Regions from separate parts of the Dromaius novaehollandiae genome. Here region 2 is linked to region 1. Evidence: chromatin contacts called from public Hi-C data. All regions are on one chromosome and are shown on one strand. The core of a region is the stretch at or near the end of the contact, and the rest is flanking DNA. Distances in the headings are between cores, read along the strand shown.

Region 1 (3,376 bases), core at 75-2,574:
GCAGAGGTTAAAACTGATGCGGAGTTTTTGTTATTCTTTAATGAAAGTCTAGTTCCTATGGAAAATGGATATTAGACCAACATGATGACAAATACTGATGCATATTTTCCACTGTCCAGACAGTTAATTCTCCTTTCTCACATTCACTTCTTTGGTTTAATCATATGATATAATAAAACAGTACTTAACTTTCAAAAACATCAGACAAATATTGAAAGCAATATGCAACCCACAGCACAGTATCTTTCCGTAGTTACAAAAAGTCCTATGCAATCCTACAATTAATGTCAGATTTGATTTCTCTTGTGCTTTTCTGTCCTTATTTCAGCAATAATTTCTGTTTTTCCTCTCTAGTCCTTGCTCAGACTCTCACATTGATGTTTTTTAATGATCACTTACTTCACTTTGTTTATTATTCTAGTTTTCACTTCACTTTGGTATTTTGTTCCTTGTTATTGTTTCAAAATTACATTAAATGTATTTTTTTCCCTCTGTTCTACCTCCCACACTCCCATATTGATATCACTTATTCCACCCTCATTTCCTCTATATTCTTGGATAGTGGTTTATGGATAGAGTCTTTAGCTGAGTGGTGTTTGAACATGGTCACTGGTTTGTTTGTGAGGTGTCTACACCATGTCTGCTTCAACCACTTGATAGAGATTTTTTATAGCTATATTGGTTTGGCAGAACTTACACATATTTCAGCATCATTTTTACGTGGAATGTTGATCTACTTTTTCTAGTTTGTTCCTAACTCTCAAAGTGGGCTTATTACTGCTACTAAGGAGTGCATTGATTACTGAATAAGTCTGATAAAGGTGATTTTAAGCAAGACTTAACACCAAAAGTTAGTACATTGGGATACACATAAAACAAATAGAAATGAAATCAAAATATTTTCAATTCCTGGCTCTATTTGGGGAATTGAAATGAGGATTCTTTGAATTCTGTTGAAGCTAATTATTTCTTGTTCTGATCTCAGGATATTTTTTCCCAGACCTATTTGACTATATTGGCTTTTCTCCAAAAACTGGAAAATATTTTTGAATGAGTGTTTTATCCCAAATTATTCCAAACATTTTCAGCTTATTATTATGGCTGATATTTTTTTGTCTCAGGTTGGCATTCTTTCTGCTCCCAGATACATTTGTTTTTCCTTCCCACTGAAAAACCAATATAATAATATAGAAGCTTAATAACTATTCAGTAGACTTGTCACTGATGTTCAGATTACAGTTTTACTGCTACGTAAACATAAACCCACATTTAAAGAAACGTGCTGCGTGGAGGCAGCATAGGTGTTGTTACAAAACCTGGTGGCTAGAGGGAACTGTTTTTCCTTCTTAGAGAGAGTGGCTCTAATCAGGCAATGAATCTTTTGCTACAGCAAAGTAGTCCATTAAAAGAAAAAGAAGATGGGAAAATCCTTGGAACGAAGACATTAGCATGAATTGAGAAGTACTCACAGTGGAGGGCAGGGGCTGGGAGATGTGTCAACGAAATTTATCATTTCTACAGCAATAAAGAGATCCTTTAGATGTCCCAGTTCAGGTCACACATGGTTAAATGTCCTCCTGATAGCCAGCTCCTTGGCAGCTGTTAGTCACTTTATGGTAATGTGGGTTACCTGGCTGCAGCGGTGGATGTTTTGGTTTCATGCATTAGGGAAGAGGAGACCCAGACCACTAAAAAGAGCAGGGAGTTCACAGAGCAGCAGTAGGTAAGGCATTTAGGGAACAGCTACTGTACTTTTAGGCCCCTAGCCAGGAAATTAATTAAGCACATGCTTAACTTTAAACACGTGAGTAACTTATAGCTTTAGCTGAACTATTTGTACATTTAAAGTTAAGCAGCTTTATGGCATACAGGCATCAAGTTGCTTAAGCTTTGGCATTTTGGCTCCAGCTGCACTCCTAGGTATGGCCACGGAGCCTGGGCATAGGCTCAGTGGGGAAGGGCTTTTGTTTGGAGAGTGTGCTTGGGCTGGTGTGCTGTGAAAACTAAGATGTGGGGAAGCCTGACGTGCACATGTCTAGTATGAAATTGGGTTGTGACCAGCTTGTGTACCTAACCTAGCAATTTGGAAGCACTCCTGGTATGGCAGCGTAGCCTCAGAGACCTATTTTTCTCTTCCCTGTTATTCACAGTCTTGTATAATGCCCTGAAACATCATGTAATAGAGAAAATTGTGTGAGGAGAAGCAAAGCAAGGATGGAAGGAGATGAGGAAGTCACAGTGATTAACACCAACCATTAGCATAACCTCAAATGTCTTTCTTAATGCTACATTATTCCAGTTATATGTGAAACTACATTGAGATCAATGAGGATGGTAGAATGTAGTATAAAACTTACTCTACTCCTCCCTGATACTTGGGCAAAACAGAGACCACAGATCTCTCACAAGCCTTAACTGTTCTTATATGGGCTAGCTACTAGAAGCCAATGACCATAGTCTTTTTAATGGGGTCACCCTTACAAACACAGTAGGATCCAGGTGTAAGCATTTCAGCAAATGTTCTTGCAGATGCACTCCAAATGTTCTCAGCTGTGCTCCAAAAGTACAATTTGCCAAGAACTGTTGAATATATCTTGCATTCAGCAGCTGCAGCTATACTGCTCAAAAAACATCATATTTGACAGCTCCTGCCTGCCTCTTGCCTACAAAGGCAGTTGGCCTGAGTATGGTTGGCCCTGTGATAACATGCTGGGTGTATTCAGGCAGGTGCTGCCCTAGACCTCTGTCCTGTGCAATCATGCCAGGACTGTGCTTACTGACTGCACAGCACACAGGACTGAGCCTGAGCGTGATCTCTGGTCTGTTAGACATACCTCATGGGTAAGTACTGAACTATTCAGAACTGTTCAGTCATGTCACATCAGACCAAAAGTCCATCTAGCCCCAGTGTCTTGTCTCTGACAGAGGCAAATAGAAGATGGTAGTGGAGAATATAATGACTCTTCCTAGAAATACTCTCGCAGTCTGCAGCAATTCGTGTTTCAGCAGCTTAACTGGATATGATATCTTCCCATTTAAAGAATTTGTCCTGTTATATCCATATCATCCTGCAGCAGGGAGTTCCACAATGTACTACTTTTGCTTTTTAAAATTACCACCTGATAAATTGCCTTTGATGTCCTCTGGTTCCACTTAAAAAGACATTAAACAGATGCTCCTTATGCAACTACTCTGCGCTATGCAAGATTTTGTAGGTTTCTAATGTATCTCTCCTCAGGTGTCTCTCTAGAGGATAAAGAGTCCTAGTACATTTAGTTGTTCTTCACATGGAAGTTGCTCCATACCTTTGATCATCCTTGTCACTCCCCTCTGTACTTTCTTCAGTTCTACTATGTCTTTTTTAAGATGTGTGTGT
Region 2 (2,961 bases), core at 197-2,696, 170 kb after region 1:
TAGCAAAGCCCACACGCTGCCCAGCGGTTCAGCGGCGAGGCAGCGGCCGCCCTGTGCCGACGGGCGCAGCGGGCAGCAGCCGGGTCCCCAGCCAGCCGGGCCGGGCCGGGCCGGGCATCACCCACCGCCGCGGGGCAGCGGCTCACCCGGCCGGCGGCTCTCGGGGTCCCGGCCTCTCGCAGCGCCCGCAGCGGGAGGCCTCTCTGCAGCGAGCGAGCCCACGCTCAGGGGGGAGCGACGGCCCTTTCCTGCCGGAGCCGAGGGCAGTGCTCTTCAAGGAGCCCCGTTTTGTCCCTCTCAGCGTTATCATTTCTCTGTGATTTCGCTCGCCCTTTTCGTCTTCCCACCTCCAGCACGGCTCGGGGAGCGGCTGCGCTGCCCCGGCGCTTGCCCCCTTTGCCCGACCCAAGAGACGCTGCCAGGCCGGCGCTGGAGGGGAGCCATCCTCTCGCGGGGAGCCGCCGTGCTGCACCGCCCCAGTCGTTAGCGGGTGGCAACGCCGGGTTTTCTGTTCCAGGCTTTCCACGTTTGAGCCTGAGCTGTTGTTCAAAAGACTCAGCACCTGCTCTGTGCTGCCAGCGAGGGGAGAGGCGGCAAGAAGGCGGGGGAGGGGGAGAAAATGGCTTTGGCTGCAAACATAAAAGAGAATTTAAAACAAGTAAGCTGGGTTCCCGGGAAGGGCCGGACCTGGGCGCCTGCGGGGAGGCAAACTGAAGCGGGTGCTCAGCGGCCGGAGGCGAGGCAGGGAGGCTCCGCACACCCGGCTTGCCAGGTCGGAGACTGCGGGGACTCGGGTCCTCCTGGGTTTCCCTGCAGAGGAGCTCGGGGACCGCTGCATATGTATAAAGCCAGCGTTTGGTTTTCCCGCTGCTTCCACCTCTGAAGACGGCTTTCTACGAGGGCGCCCCTGCAGCCTGACTGGGCAAGGCTGCCCCGTCCTCCCCCTCCGGCCCGCAAAGGCTGCGCTCCCGCGGAAAGGGGGACCCCGAGGGGCCCCGGGGGCGGCAGCGCGGCGTGTGCGGGAGAGGCAGAGAGTCGGGATGTCGGTGGATGCTGCCCCCCTCCTCCCTCCCGTCCTCTGAAAGCCGTGCCCGCTGCGGCGGGGAAAGTCCGAGGGATGCAGGCTGCCCTCCGGCTGCCGAGGGCCAGCCGCCCCCGAGCACACAGAGCCAGAGGCCGCTCCCCCCGCGGAGCTGTGCGCAGGGTGCGCGGCCACCCCGCGCCGCCCCGCCCCCCGCGCCCCCCCGCCCGGCCCAGAGCGGAGCGCAAACCGGGGCAGCCCGAAAAAGGAACCGCGGAGAGGGAAAAGGAGAAAGGGTCTGGGGCAAGGATGTAAGTGTGTGTGTGGAGGGGGAGGCTAGACCACTTGTGAATGGCTTGAAAAAATAATTGGGGGAGGGCGTGGAGGGAGGGAAGCGGAAACTTTCCTATAAAACTCAGCAAAAGTCCCTCCTCTCCACGTCAGGCCAATGACACTGCTGCCCCCAAACTTTCCGCCAGCAGGAGCTATAAGAACCTCCAAGTCTTCAACTTTCTCCCAATCCCAGACACCTCGAAGGGGCTCCAAGGAGGGATCGGGAGGGATTTTTTTTTGGTTGGCGTTTTTTTTTCTCTTGGATCCTGATGCCGTCCCCCCTCCCCCCAAAGTGAGGTCCTCCCCCCCTCCCTCCCTCCTCCTCCTCCTCGCAGGCCAGCGAAGCAGCCGATCAAGGGGGAGCTGGCGGGTTAGGTGCCCCCCTCTTCTCCCTGCCCTCCCCCCCCTCCCGGCCCGCTTCTTGTGTCTCCCCCCAGAGATGATGCAGCAGGACGAGTCAAACTCGCCAGTCTCCCCCGCCGACGACAGCTTGAGCAACAGCGAAGAGGAGCCGGACCGGCAGCAGCTGCCCAGCGGCAAGAGAGGGGGACGCAAGCGGCGCTCCAGCCGGCGCAGCGCCGGCGGCGCCGTCGGGGCCGCGGAGGAGCCCTGCAGCCCGGCGCAGGGCAAGCGGGGCAAGAAGTGCGGGGCGGGCGCGGGCGGCGGGGGCGGCGGCAGCAGCAGCGGCGGCGGCAGCCCCCAGTCCTACGAGGAGCTGCAGACCCAGCGGGTCATGGCCAACGTGCGGGAGCGGCAGCGCACGCAGTCGCTGAACGAAGCCTTCGCCGCCCTGCGGAAGATCATCCCCACGCTGCCCTCGGACAAGCTGAGCAAGATCCAGACCCTCAAGCTGGCGGCCAGGTACATCGACTTCCTCTACCAGGTCTTACAGAGCGACGAGCTGGACTCCAAGATGGCAAGCTGCAGCTATGTGGCCCACGAGCGGCTCAGCTACGCCTTCTCCGTGTGGAGGATGGAGGGCGCCTGGTCCATGTCCGCATCCCACTAGCAGGCGGCGTCCCCCCCCCCCGCATCCCCCCGGCAGGAGCCCTAGGTAAGCGGGACCCCGGCTCGGCGGGGAGGGCCGCGGGCGCCGGCGGCGCCGTGGGCCGGGCACGAGTGGCCCGCGCCCCCGCGGCGCCTCGGGGCGGGGGGCGAGCGAGGGCCCTGCCTGTCCTGCAGGGCCCGGCCGTGCGCGCCGGCCGCGGAGCGGGGCCGCGGAACCTGCGCCCCGGGCGGGCCCGAGGAGCGCGGCGGGCCGCGGGCCGCGGGTGCGGGACGCTGCCGCAGGCCCGGCCGCGGCGAGGGGGCGGCGGGGACGCGGCGGGGACGCGGCCCCCGAAGCCGGACGGGGCCGGCCGAGAGCGCTTTTTCGCCAAGCGCTGTGGGGCCTGCCGGGCTGCTGGGACGGCTCCTAGCGCAGCTAGTATTTTGAAGTGAATCCACGTCCGCTGCGCGCTTCCCGATGTGCATTTCCTACGGCCCCAGCAGCCCCCTTCCCCTCGGCCCTGATACCGCTAGCTGGTCGAGCTGGGGTGTCCCGTAGTCTTTGCACCGCATGCACGACAGAGGCACACGCTCCCTCCTTTTCTGCGTTCATGCACGGT

Evidence for each region. A called contact is a pair of places that touch in the nucleus more often than the background predicts.
Region 2: a contact with region 1 is called in a Hi-C map of liver, with 7 times the contacts expected there. The contact joins the promoter of TWIST1 here to the enhancer-like site in region 1. A contact is called at or near these places in 3 of 4 Hi-C or Micro-C datasets (brain, liver and ovary).

Annotation. Positions count from the first base shown.
Region 1 is chr2:41,181,562-41,184,937 of bDroNov1.hap1, forward strand. No RefSeq gene overlaps it. Among named protein-coding and RNA genes, the nearest start is that of POLR1F, 43 kb to the left of the region's middle. Within about 2 kb of position 1,325, at least 1 of the 2 cell types and tissues checked has open chromatin away from gene starts, as enhancers often do.
Region 2 is chr2:41,348,177-41,351,137 of bDroNov1.hap1, forward strand. TWIST1 (twist family bHLH transcription factor 1) reads left to right here and starts at 1,447. Exons shown (of 2, transcript XM_026104993.2): 1 at 1,447-2,408. The coding sequence starts at 1,470. The coding sequence ends at 2,363.